Linked DNA regions of Sus scrofa: region 1 is linked to region 2. Evidence: chromatin contacts called from public HiChIP or PLAC-seq data. All regions are on one chromosome and are shown on one strand. Each heading gives the region's core, a stretch centred on a gene start, on an enhancer-like site or on the middle of the called end of the contact. The rest is flanking DNA. Distances are from core to core; before and after follow the strand shown.

Region 1 (6,045 bases), core at 3,468-5,967, 180 kb before region 2:
GTTCCCATGGCTCAGGAGGTTATGAACCCAACTAATATCCATGAGGATACAGGTTCAATCCCCGGCCTTGCTCAATGGGTTAAGTATCTGGAGTTGCCACAAGCTGTGGTTATGAGAGATCAGGAGTTGCTACGGCTATGGGAGACCCGCAGCTGCAGCTCTGATTCAACCCTTAGCCTAATAACTTCCATATGCCATAGGTGCAGCTCTAAAAAGAAAAAAACAAATAAGTAAAATCCAGTTTTATGGTTCTGGAATAAACTAAAAAGGTCTCTAGGTTGAACAGTGCTTCCTCACTTCTCTGGTGGGACATGCTATGTCTTTGATTCTTTGGGCTTCCAAAATGAAGGTCCTGGCTTTGGGGGGTTTTTTTTGGCTGTGCCTGTGGCAACATGCAGAAGTTCACAGGCCAGGGATCAAATCAGTGACCTGAGCCACAGCAGTGACAACACTGGATCCTTAACTTGCTGAGCCACCAGGGAACTCCTGATTCTGATGAGGAAGGTCACAGTGGTGACCCCAGACAGGCATGAGGCAAAGTGCTCACTGCAAGTGTTGCCACTGGGAAGATTTATTCGGGACCTGTAATATTAGCCTTACTACAAGTCATTTTCTTTACTTCTTGTCCCCTTTTCCCATTTATTAGATATTTTCTGTTATAGTGGTTCATAGAAAACACAGTATCTCATTGATACTTCTTTTCTAATGCTTTAAGTTTCCTTATGCTTATGAAAAGATACTAAATCTACAACTACACTGAATATTTTTTTTTTTTTTTGGCCACATCCATGACATGTGGAAGTTCCTAAGCCAAGGACCAAACCTGAGCCATAGCTGTGATCTGAGCCACAGCAATGACAATACTGAATCCTTAACCTGCTGTGCCACCAGGGAATTCCTGATGTATCTTTTTGATATATGTGCTTCATTTTTTATTTTACAATTTACGTTAAGAATTCTTTTTAGGAGTTCCTGTCATGACGCAGCAGAAACAAATCTAACTAGGAACCATGAGGTTGCAGGTTCGATCCCTGGCCTTGCTCAGCAGGTTAAGGATCTAGCATTGCCGTTTGCTGTGGTGTAGGTCACAGACTCAGCTCAGATCTAGTGTTGCTGTGGCTGTGCCATAGGCTACCAGCTGTAGCTCTGATTCAACTCCTAGCCTGGGAACCTCCATATGCTGCAAGTGCAGCCCTAAAAAGCAAAAAAAAAAAATTCCTTTTAAACTCAACTAAAGTTTTAACTTCATACAGATAGTAAACATTTGTTTTTCCTACTAGTCCTGAAACACAGGGCTTATTTGGTAAAACTGCAGCTAACCAGCATCTAGGAAATGGGAAGTATTAGGCAATTGGCAACCTTTAAAACATGGACACCAAAAGCAAAATCAAAGGTAGAGCTAACACAAACAACAGAACAAAATTCTTTAAAGATTTAGATTAATTTGAGTAACAAATGAAAAGAGATAAAGATACACTCTCAGGCAAACAAAATGACCAAATTGACTCTAAGATTCTAACAACTATTTTTATAGGAGAGCAAGTAGGAGGATGCCTCAGGGATAAATAAACTCAATGTTGGGTCCCTTTCTAATTTCATTTCTTCAAAGTACTTGAAAATAAAGATCAAATCTGAGAATAAAGAACTGATCCCATGACCAAGAAAATGTCTTGGGTGGTTGTTTTTTTCCCCTGTATTTCTCTACCATTCTAAGGCTAGTAAACAACAGTTTACTAAGTGAAACTGCTCAAGTCCTTTTGGTTTCATGATGTCACTAATCTCAAGAGACAAAGGTTGTCAACTTCTAAAATGTCAACACAAAGCTATGATAATTATATATCTATTCTGTCATGTTAAAACTGACACTACTAATTTGAATTCTCATTTCACTATCTTCTAAAATCCACATCTGGGAGTTCCCACTGTGGTGTAGCAGGTCAAGGATCCAACATCTTCACTGCAGTGGCTCTGGTCGCTGCTGTGGCACAGGTTCGATCCCTGGCCTGGGAACTTCCACATGCCCGGAGTGTGGCTGAAAAACAAAATAAAATAAAATCCACATTTGGAGGAAGGATTCTTCTCCAGAAACCCAACCCACTGGATTTTTGCTATAGGTCCTCTACTTCCAGCCCTAAGTCACAGCAAAGCTATTTCTTTCAGTTCCATTGGTACTTGAAAAAGCAGAGAGACACTTTTGTTTGTATGGCACTCACATTTTTCCCAAGCTGATAGTCTATAAACGCAAATGATAAACTGAACAATATGCTGAGTGGCATTATTATGTTTGAGGTTCATCTCCTCCTAGGTATCTTTTTTCCCTCTTTCCTTTTATGGCTGCACCTGCAGCATATGGAAGTTTCCAGGCTAAGGGTCAAAAAAGGTCCTTAACCCACTAAGCCACAATGGGAACTCCCCTCCTAGGCATCTAAAAAATGACTGTTTAACTTCTGAAATCTCCATTACTATCCTTCATATTTCTCAATTCTTCTTTGTTGGATTTAAAGAAGATCCTTAAAAGTAGAAATTCTTAAAAATCAAGCTACTTTTTAAACATTTTCAAATCCTTTGAAATAAAAAGGCAATCCCTCTCCATCCCAAATCTATTATCTAACATAAGAGAGGTGTATCTCCTTGTAGAAAAAGAGGAGAACCCACTGGGACCCTGTTTTTAGCTGTCACTCAAATGAAAATAGTTTTGTTTTGTTTTGTTTTGTCTTTTGTCTTTTCTAAGGCTGTACCAACAGCATAAGGAGATTCCCAGGCTGGGGGTCGAATCAGAGCTGTAGCCGCCAGCCTACGCCAGAGCCACAGCCACAGCAACGCAGGATTTGAGCCATGTCTGTGACCTACACCACAGCTCGTGGCAATGCCGGATCCTTAACTCACTGAGCAAGGCCAGGGATGGAACCCGAAACCTCATGGTTCCTAGTCAGATTTGTTAACCACTGAGCCACGACGGGAACATCTTTTTTTTTTTTTAAGATAGTTTACTAAAGACACAGGATTCAATAGCAACTAGGCTGAAATGATGGTACTTGACTTATCAGATGTGAAATGAGAATGAGAGTAAGAGTGAGAGAGAAGGGATAAGGGGAACACTCAGATTTCCAGCTGGCACAATTGTGTAGATACTCATGCCTTCTCTGAAATGGGGATCATAAAGGAATTTCTGGATTTGTTCCAATTTAACATATTCAACTTAAAGGATCTGTGGGACATACACAGGGAGACAGCCAATGGGGTAGCATGATTTGGACTGAACACACAGATGCTGGTGGTATCAGCATATAAGCACGTACCTGGCATTTTCAGCCATGAGAGTAAATAAAATCACCTAGGAAGTATTATAAAATGACCAGAGAAGGGACAGAATCTAAGAGAGAACCAAGACTAAGGAAAAGTTTTAAAGGCAAGAGGAGTACAGAGAAGAAGAAAGAAGTAGCTGAGTAGTAGGAAGAAAATCTGGAGTACTCAAGTAAGTTTGTGGTCAAGAATGTTTAATACTATTGAAGGGTGAAGGAAGATGAAGATTGAGAAGTTTCTATCAGATTTAACAACCAAGAGGTAATGGTTCAATGGAATGATGGAGGCAGAGCCAGTGCGCAGTAAAGCAGTAAAGAAGAGAGACTGGGAGAGAGAGGAGTGGTTAAGGGAGTATAGGCTCAAGGCAAGGCAGTTCCAAGTGCCTAACAGGAAGGAGACAGTGAATGGAGAAAGGCTCCCGACTCAGGAGATGGACAGAGGGAAACTGGGGAGAGGTGGGCTCCAGAGCCCAGACAGAGGAATTATTGGTCACCTTAAGGCATTTAATTACAGGCAGGAATTCATGTAAGCTGTAACAAAAGAGGTGCCAATTAAGCTAAAGTTAAAAATTCTACTTTTTTTTTTTTTTTTTTGGTCTTTTGTCTTTTAAGGGCCCTGCACCTGCGGCATATGGAGGTTCCCAGGCTAGGGGTCTAATCGGAGCTATAGCCACCAGCCTATGCCATAGCTGACGACAAGGCCAGATCCTTAACCCACTGAGTGAGGCCAGGGATCGAACCTGCAACCTCATAGCTCCTAGTCAGATTCATTTCCGCTGTGCCACGATGGGAACTCCAAAAATATTCCCACTTTCTACCAGGCAAGAACTGTCCTCCAAAAAGGCTTAGTTTTGGTTCATTCCCTTGATAACAAAAATAGCATGAAGGGAACTGCTTAGCTGAGGAAAAAGAAACTGGCAACAGATGGGATTTTCTGCAACACATGTACCTCCTTCTGCTGTAAAAAGATATTCTACAGAGCAGTGACTGCTTCTTACTCATCCTAGCAGTCCTTAAGAGCACCTAGTATATGGCCTGGGATATAAACAGATGTTCAGCGCATCTCTGTTGAACGAATTAAGCAATGGGAAGACAGAGTAGACTTTTTCTATAAAACCACAAGACAACTGAGGAGCCTGCAAAAATAAATAAATAAATAAATTCATAGCCTGTATACTCATCCAATAAATCCCAGATTAAAAAAATTCTACCTCTGGAGATCCCGTGGTGGCTCAGGGGGTTAAGAACGCAATGTAGTATCCGTGAGGATGGGGTGGATCCCTATGCTTTAAAGGTGGGTTAAGGATCCTCGAGGTGGTAGGCTGCAGATGTGGCTCAGATCTGGCTTTGCTGTGGCTGTAATGTAGGCTGGCAGCTATAGCTCTGATTCAACCCTTAGCCTGGGAACTTCCTCAAGTGTGGTCCTAAAAAAAAAAAAAAATTCTACTTCTGACTGTGTCTTAACTGATCTCCGGGGAGACTCCCTCCTTCCTGCTAAGAGTCTTTAAAATGTTAATGCTCTCTGGCCCAAGAATTTCATTTCTAGGTATCCAGACAGGCAATTAGAAATACAGACAGGAGTTCCCGTCGTGGTGCAGTGGTTAACGAATCCGGCTAGGAGCCATGAGGTTGCGGGTTCGGTCCCTGCCCTTGCTCAGTGGGTTAACGATCCGGCGTTGCCGTGAGCTGTGGTGTAGGTTGCAGACGCGGCTCGGATCCCGCGTGACTGTGGCTCTGGCGTAGGCCGGTGGCTACATCTCCGATTAGACCCCTAGCCTGGGAACCTCCATATGCTGCGAGAGCGGCCGAAGAAAAGACCAAAAAAAAAAAAAAAAAAAAAAAAGAAATACAGACAAAGGAGTTCCCGTCATGGTGCAAGGGAAATGAACCCGGCTAGGAACCATGAGGTTGCAGTTCCATCCCTGGCCTCGCTCAGTGGGCTAAGGATCTGGTGTTGCTGTGGCTGTGAAGTAGGCCAGCAGATGTAGCTCCAATTGGCCCCCCTAGCCTGGGAATCTCCATATGCTGCAGGGGGTGGCCCTAAAAAGCAAAAAAAAAAAAAGCAAACAAAGAAAACATGCAAACATGTCCACTGTAGCACTATTTATAACAACAAAAAAATAAATAAAAATGGAGAAAGAAGGAAATGAATGGAGAGGAAAGGAAGAAAAAACAAGCTAAACAAATGACATAAGAAAATGAGTAAGAAACATGGAGTTCCCACCGTGGCTCGGTGGTTAACGACCCTGACTAGCATCCATGAGGACACAGGTTTGATTCCAGGGCTTACTCAGTGGATTAAGGATCCAGCGTTGCTGTGAGCTGTGGTGTAGATCACAGACACAGCTCAGATCTTATTTATTTATTTATTTGTCTTTTTGCCATTTCTTGGGCCGCTCCTGAGCAAGGCCAGGGACTGAACCCACAATCTCATGGTTCCTACTCAGATTCGTTAACCACTGAGCCACAACGGGAACTCCTATTTTTTTTTAATAATGATTTTTATTTTTTCCATTATAGCTGATTTACAGTGTTCTGTCAATTTTCTACTACACAGTGAGATGACCCAGTCACACATACATGTATACATTCTTTTTTCTCACATTATTACTTATATTAATACTTAATTAACCAAAAAGAAAATCCTTTCTTGCACCAGCAAATCACGTTGCTCTATAACTGTCCTCAAACCTAGATGATAATACCAAAACATGAATGTAACTATTTAATGAGGCAACTTAGA
Region 2 (6,196 bases), core at 2,300-4,799:
TTAGGAGCTTGCCCTCGGAACTGCACTGTTCAGACGGGCCCCTTTTTTGATTAGGAGCCTGCCCTCGGAATTGTACCCGTCAGGCAAGCTCCCTTCCTCGGCTCCTTATATCTTCTCGGCTCCCCACAAAAGCTCTCTTAATTACTCCACTTTCCAAAGATTTCTTCATATCTTTTTCTTTTTATATACATACTTGTCTATGTACCTAAATACTTACTAGTTTTGTCTTTATGGGTTTTTTTTTTTTTTTTGTCTTTTTGCTATTTCTTTGGGACGCTCCCGTGGCACATGGAGGTTCCCAGGCTAGGGGTCGAATCGGAGCTGTAGCTGCTGGCCTACGCCAGAGCCACAGCAACGCGGGATCCGAGCCGCATCTGCAACCTACACCCCAGCTCATGCCAACGTCGGATCATTAACCCACTGAGCAAGGGCAGGGACTGAACCCGCAACCTCATGGTTCCTAGTCGGATTCGTTAACCACTGTGCCATGATGGGAACTCCTTTATGTTTGTTTTTGACATAAACAGAATCATACTGTATGTATTTTTCCAGACCAACTTAAAAAAAATTTACTTTGTCTTTGATGTTTTCCAAGGCAGTACAATTGCTATATAATACCCCATAGAGGGGTTATACTGAAATTTAGGTAGCCATACTTCTGTCAGTGGACATTGTCTCTAAGCGCATTGTATATGGAAAGGCTATTCATTTTTTAGATTTGTTTTAGATTTCATCATTTTAGATTTCTTATGTCCTCTCATATAGGTTTAATGGTTTTTCAGTTGATTCATTAGGATCTTCCAGGTAGAAAATCTCCTACAGACAACAGTTTTATGTTTTATCTTTCGTTCTTTATATGTCTCTTTCCATTTTGTGGCTTATTGTATGGATAGAATGGCAAGTCTGATATTTAGTTGTAGTAATAATGGGACACCATTTTTCTATTCTTGGTTTTAGTGGTTTTTGAGTCATTATTGCATACACATGAATTCATAGTCATGTCCAGTTTTTCATGTGCAAGTTAGGGCATCATTAGGAAAGAATAGGGCCCTGCAACTTGGAATGGGAACAGCTGGTTGGACTCAGATGTACATCATTGACAATCTTGAACCCCCTCCCCCGGTCATTGTAAGCCTTTCTTGCCTGTGGAAGTAGCCTGCCCTCCTGTGCCTGAGGAGATGAATCTTCCTTCCCCTGAAAACCCTATGATAATAACTTCATCTGAGGTAGTTGCCTTGAGAAGGGATGCTGACTCTTCAAAACCTAGTGCAAACACCCTGTTTGTCCCTGGATCAATCTTAGCAGGTTCCAGGTTGACAGATAGCTCAGATAACTGTAACTCAGAAGGAAATAGCTTATACTCCAAAAGCATTACAAGACTTTACCATTGGCAGGCACCTGGGAGACATGCGTGGGAATGGATTCTAAGGGTATTAGACCAAGAAAGATGGAATTAACACTAGAACAGGCTGAGTTCATTGATATGGACACACTTTACTAGAAATTTGGGATCTAATGTGTTAGATTGGGCAGCTATAGGTGACTAACAGCTTTCTGGGTTGGTTAACTGAAACTTGGACTCAGCTGTGGCCCACATTTAATAAAGATGCCAGAACTTCCTTGCTAGGACCTGGAGGAGAGAATTCAAAGGCTTAGGGACATAGGAATATCAGAGTGAATTTATCAAGTGTGACCTAATACCCACCCAAACACCCACCTCTAACTAGTTTCTGTGGGACAGTCCTTCCCAGAAGACACTCCTTTAATTCATTAGTTAGGGGGAACACCTGCTTCCTTGAAAAGCCTTGTGGTTGCTTTCTTATGTAGGCTGGGTAAGATTTCAGAGGGGATGATGGGACCATGGAGTGCTGGAGGACACGTGGCAGCACTTGACTACCAAAGAAAAGGTGGCTACAGCTGCCATGGAGGACGCAGGGAGGCACTCATAATCAGAGAGCCTTGACCCGCAGGGATGTCTGCAGTGCCCAATTAATCATGGTATCCCTGGGAACAAAACTGATGGGCAGCCTGATAAAGTATATCTTGATTTATATAAAAGAAAAAAAGTCCAAGCCGAGTAGCCAAAGACCTGATTTGAGTCACCACAGTGCAGAGTCATGGACTCTCATCCAGTTTCCAGACTAAGTAAATGCCCAGAGCCAGAGCCCCTGAGGACGAACTCTGCCGCACTGTGCATCTTTCTCTAAGCCTTACTCAGGGGACCTGTGGCTACTTACTAGAGTCACTACACACTGGAAAAAAACATCTAGATCTTCTGAGTTTATTAAACATTGGCTCTGACTTGATGCTCATTCCTGGGGCCTCAAAAACAACGCTTTGGCTCCTACTCAAAATGGGGGATTGTGGTGGTCAAATGATAGATGGAGACTTGGGTCTGATTTGCTCTGGTCCCCCTTGTTCTGTGGATCCACTCCGTGGTTATTTTCCGCAGTTACTGAACATTTGACTGGACTAAACATACTTGGTAACAGAATTTCCACATTGGCTCTCTGATTCCTGGAATGAAGGCCATTATGGTAGTCAGGCCCAGTGGAAGTCTCTGGAACTTTTCGTCCCTACCAAGATAGTAAAGCAGGAGCAATGCTGTACATCTGGTGGAACTGCAGAACTCAGTGCCAACATCAAAGGCTTCCAAGTGAGGCTAGCAACACTTACCACATCCACACTTAACTCAGCTGTTTGGCCTTGCCGCTGCTTGATCCTCGAGAGTGACTATGGACTAATGTAAATGTAATCAGATGGTGACTCCAACTGCAGCTCCTGTTCCAGGTGTAGTATCTTTACTGGAGAAAATCTTCAATGGCCACTGGCACTTGGTAGGCAGCTATTAACTTGACTATAGCCCCTGTCTCCAAAATTGTTTGAAAAGAGCTCCACAAACAGTTTGCTTCTACCTGGCAAGGCCAGTAGTATACCCTCACAGTCTCATATCAGGCATGTGTCATTTCTCCTTTCTCTGCCATATTATGGTCTGCAGATACTGCTGCTTTGACTTCCCACAAAACATCATAGTAGTTCACTGCATTATGTTGATTGTAAATGATGGAAGGAAGAAGCAAGGATTTTAGATCCTCAGTAAGACATGTGAATTGGAAGGTGGGAGACAAACTCTATTTTTTGTACTAATTCTGTATCATTATGGTCCAGTTTGGTGACAGAAACCACATCAATAATTTGAGCAGGAACTACTTAACAAAAGAATCATTGACTGTTAATAGGAATTGGCTACAAAGGAGGGGTTAAAGAGAACTCTAGGGCTGAAGGACAGTATCCAAGGGAGGAATAAACAGATGTTTCCTTTGTTGCCCTGGGTCAGAGCTGGTTTATAAGCCAGTAGGATGCAGCTGGCAAGCAAGGAACTGTGAACTGTGTCACAAGCAAGAGTCCTTTTGTATCACAAAACTTGCTTGAGAGAGAGTGCCACTGAGTGTCCCACACCCATTCCACTGTCACCTGTGCCTCCGAAACAAAAGAGGAAACTCAAAACTGGAACCAAAGGGAGAAGCTCCTCTGTTATGCCCCTCCAGCGCCCTCTACTGACAAGGCTGAACATTGCATCAGTTTGCAATGTTTGACGGCAAGCACTCAGTTTCAAGACTGGTCAGTGAAGGATAATTTGGAGTTGAGAGGTAATAAATTGATAACTGGCATAAGCTGGGATTGTATGAAGTTTGCTTTGTAGGTTTTTTTTTTTTTCAGGGCCGCACCCGCAGCATATGGAGATTCCCAGACTAAGGGTCAAATCAGAACTGCAGCTGCTGGCCACAGCAACACAGGATCTGAGCTGGGTCTGTGACCTACACCACAGCTCACGGCAACGCTGGATCCTTAACGCACTGAGCCAGGCCAGCGATCAAACCCTCAACCTCATGGTTCCTAGTTGGATTCGTTTCTGCTGCACCACAAGAGGAACTCCTGCTCTGTAGGTTTATGGTAGATAAACTTTACCAAGTTAAGAAAGTTTCCTTTTAGTCTTATCTTGCTAGGTTTTTTGTTTTTTAAAAAAATCTACTGAGATGATAGGGTTTCCTTCTCTTTTAACGTGTTAATAAAGTAAAATACATGAACAGATTTGTTGATGTTGAATCATCTTTAAATTTTTGAGATTAAACCCTACTCAGTCATAATTTATTATTCTTTTACTAAACTGCTAGAATTACAGATTTTTATTTCATTTTTTTTTCTTTTTAAGGATATGTGGCATATGAAGTTCCCAGGCTAAGGGCTGAATTAAAGGTGCAGCTGTCAGTCTATGCCACAGCCACAGCAATGAGGGATCCGAGGAGCATCTGTGACTTACACCACAGCTCATGACAACACTGGATCCTTAACCTACTGAGTGAGGCCAGGGATAGAACCCACATCCTACTGGATACTAACTAGTTGGGTTCTTAATCTGCTGAGCCAGGACAGGAACTCTGTATAGATCTTTATTTTGTATTTATGTATTCCATAACTGAGATTAAACCATGGATTCATTTTTTGGTGCTTCTTTGTTGTCTTTAGGTGTTACACTAGCCTGGCAGCTTGAGTTAGGAAGCTTATCATTTTTTGTACTCAGAAACCTAAAAAAATAGAAAAAGAACAGAACAGATAATAATCTGTTCCTTGAAACTGGTAAAATTCAGTCATAAATAGTCTTGCTAGGTTTCATTTTATTTTTTTTTATTTTTTATTTTTTTGTCTTTGCCATTTATAGGGCTGTTCCCGCAGCATATGGAGGTTCCCAGGGTAGGGGTCTAATTGGAGCTGTAGCTGCTGGCCTATGCCAGAGCCACAGCAATGCCAGATCCAAGCTGAGTCTGTAACCTACACCACAGCTCACGGCAACGCTGAATCCTTAACCCACTGAGCAAGGCCAGGGATCGAAACTGCAACCTCATGGTTTGTAATCGGATTTGTTAACCACTGAGCCATGATGGGAACTCTTCATTTTATTTTTATTTAGTTATTTATTTGCTTTTCAGGGCCGAACTCACTTCATAATGGAGGTTGCCAGGCCAGGGGTTGAATTGGAGCTACAGTTGCCAGTCGACCCCATGACCACAGCAACACAGATCCACGACAGGAACTCCTAGGTTTCATTTTAAAGGAGAGACATTTGGCTACCTTTTCAATTTTTTTTTTTTTTTTTTTTTTTTTTTTTTTTTTTTTTTTTTTTGCCATTTCTTGGGCCACTCCCTCTGCATATGGAAGTTCCCAGGCTAGGGGTCAAATCTGAGCTGTAGTCACCAGCCTACTCCAGAGCCACAGCAACACGGGATCCGAGCTGCATCTGCAACCTACACCACAGCTCACGGCAATGCCGGATACCTAACCCACTGAGCAAGACCAGGGATCTAACCTGCAACCTCATGGTTCCTAGTCGGATTCGCTAACCACTGAGCCACAATGGGAACTCCCATCTTATCTTTTTTTAATGCCTTTAAAAGTAAATTGTAGGCATCATAATTTTTATTTTATTTATTTATTTATTTTTTGTCTTTTTTGTCTTTTTAGGGCCACATCCGTGGCATATGGAGGTTCCCAGGCTAGGGGTCTTATAAGAGCTGTTGCTGCCGGCCTACACCATAGCAACACCAGATCCGAGCCACGTCTGTGACCTACACCATGGCTCACGGCAATGCTGGATTCTTAACTCACTGAGCGAGGCCAGGGATCAAACCCGAAACCTCATGGTTCCTAGTTGGATTCGTTTCTGCTGCCCCATGATGGGAACTCCAAGGCATCATGATTTTTAGTTTACAATTTGTTATTTTCTTTTTAACCCAAGAGTTATCTAAAAGGGTGTTTCTTAAATGCCCAAGTAGTTTAAGCTGGAGAGGGAAGAGTGTAGGCTGTCTTTCTATTGCTCACAGCGATGCCCTGAAGTCTACACTCTTACTGTTTTCCACTGTGGTCTTAGAACGTGAAATGTAAGATTTATGCTTGTGACTTTATAGAGCTCTTACTTGGGCTTAACATATGCTCAGGTTATATGAATATTCCCTGGGTATTTGAAAAGAATGTTTTTTTCTGGTAGGTACAAAGTTGTGTAATTTTTTGTTTGTTTTTTTGTTTTGTTTTGTTTTGTTTTGCTTTATCTAGGGCCGCTCCCATGGCATGTGGAGGTTCCCAGGCTAGAGGTCGAATCGGAGCTGTAGCCACCGTCCTACGCCAGAGCCACAGCAACGTA

What was found. HiChIP or PLAC-seq counts read pairs in DNA pulled down with a chosen protein or histone mark.
Region 1: a contact with region 2 is called in an H3K27ac HiChIP or PLAC-seq map of alveolar macrophages. The contact joins two enhancer-like sites. A contact is called at or near these places in 2 of 47 Hi-C or Micro-C datasets (blood and embryonic fibroblasts) and 1 of 2 datasets of contacts at active chromatin or transcription factors (alveolar macrophages).

The regions. Positions count from the first base shown.
Region 1 is chr13:134,730,688-134,736,732 of Sscrofa11.1, reverse strand. The region is part of intron 1 of OSBPL11 (oxysterol-binding protein-related protein 11); the gene reads right to left. Among named protein-coding and RNA genes, the nearest start is that of OSBPL11, 15 kb to the right of the region's middle. Within about 2 kb of position 4,717, at least 1 of the 83 cell types and tissues checked has an H3K27ac peak or open chromatin away from gene starts, as enhancers often do. A contact at or near this core is called in alveolar macrophages, where this site is marked.
Region 2 is chr13:134,548,409-134,554,604 of Sscrofa11.1, reverse strand. All of the region lies in intron 8 of IQCG (IQ domain-containing protein G), which reads left to right. Among named protein-coding and RNA genes, the nearest start is that of IQCG, 37 kb to the left of the region's middle. Within about 2 kb of position 3,549, at least 4 of the 83 cell types and tissues checked have an H3K27ac peak or open chromatin away from gene starts, as enhancers often do. A contact at or near this core is called in alveolar macrophages, where this site is marked.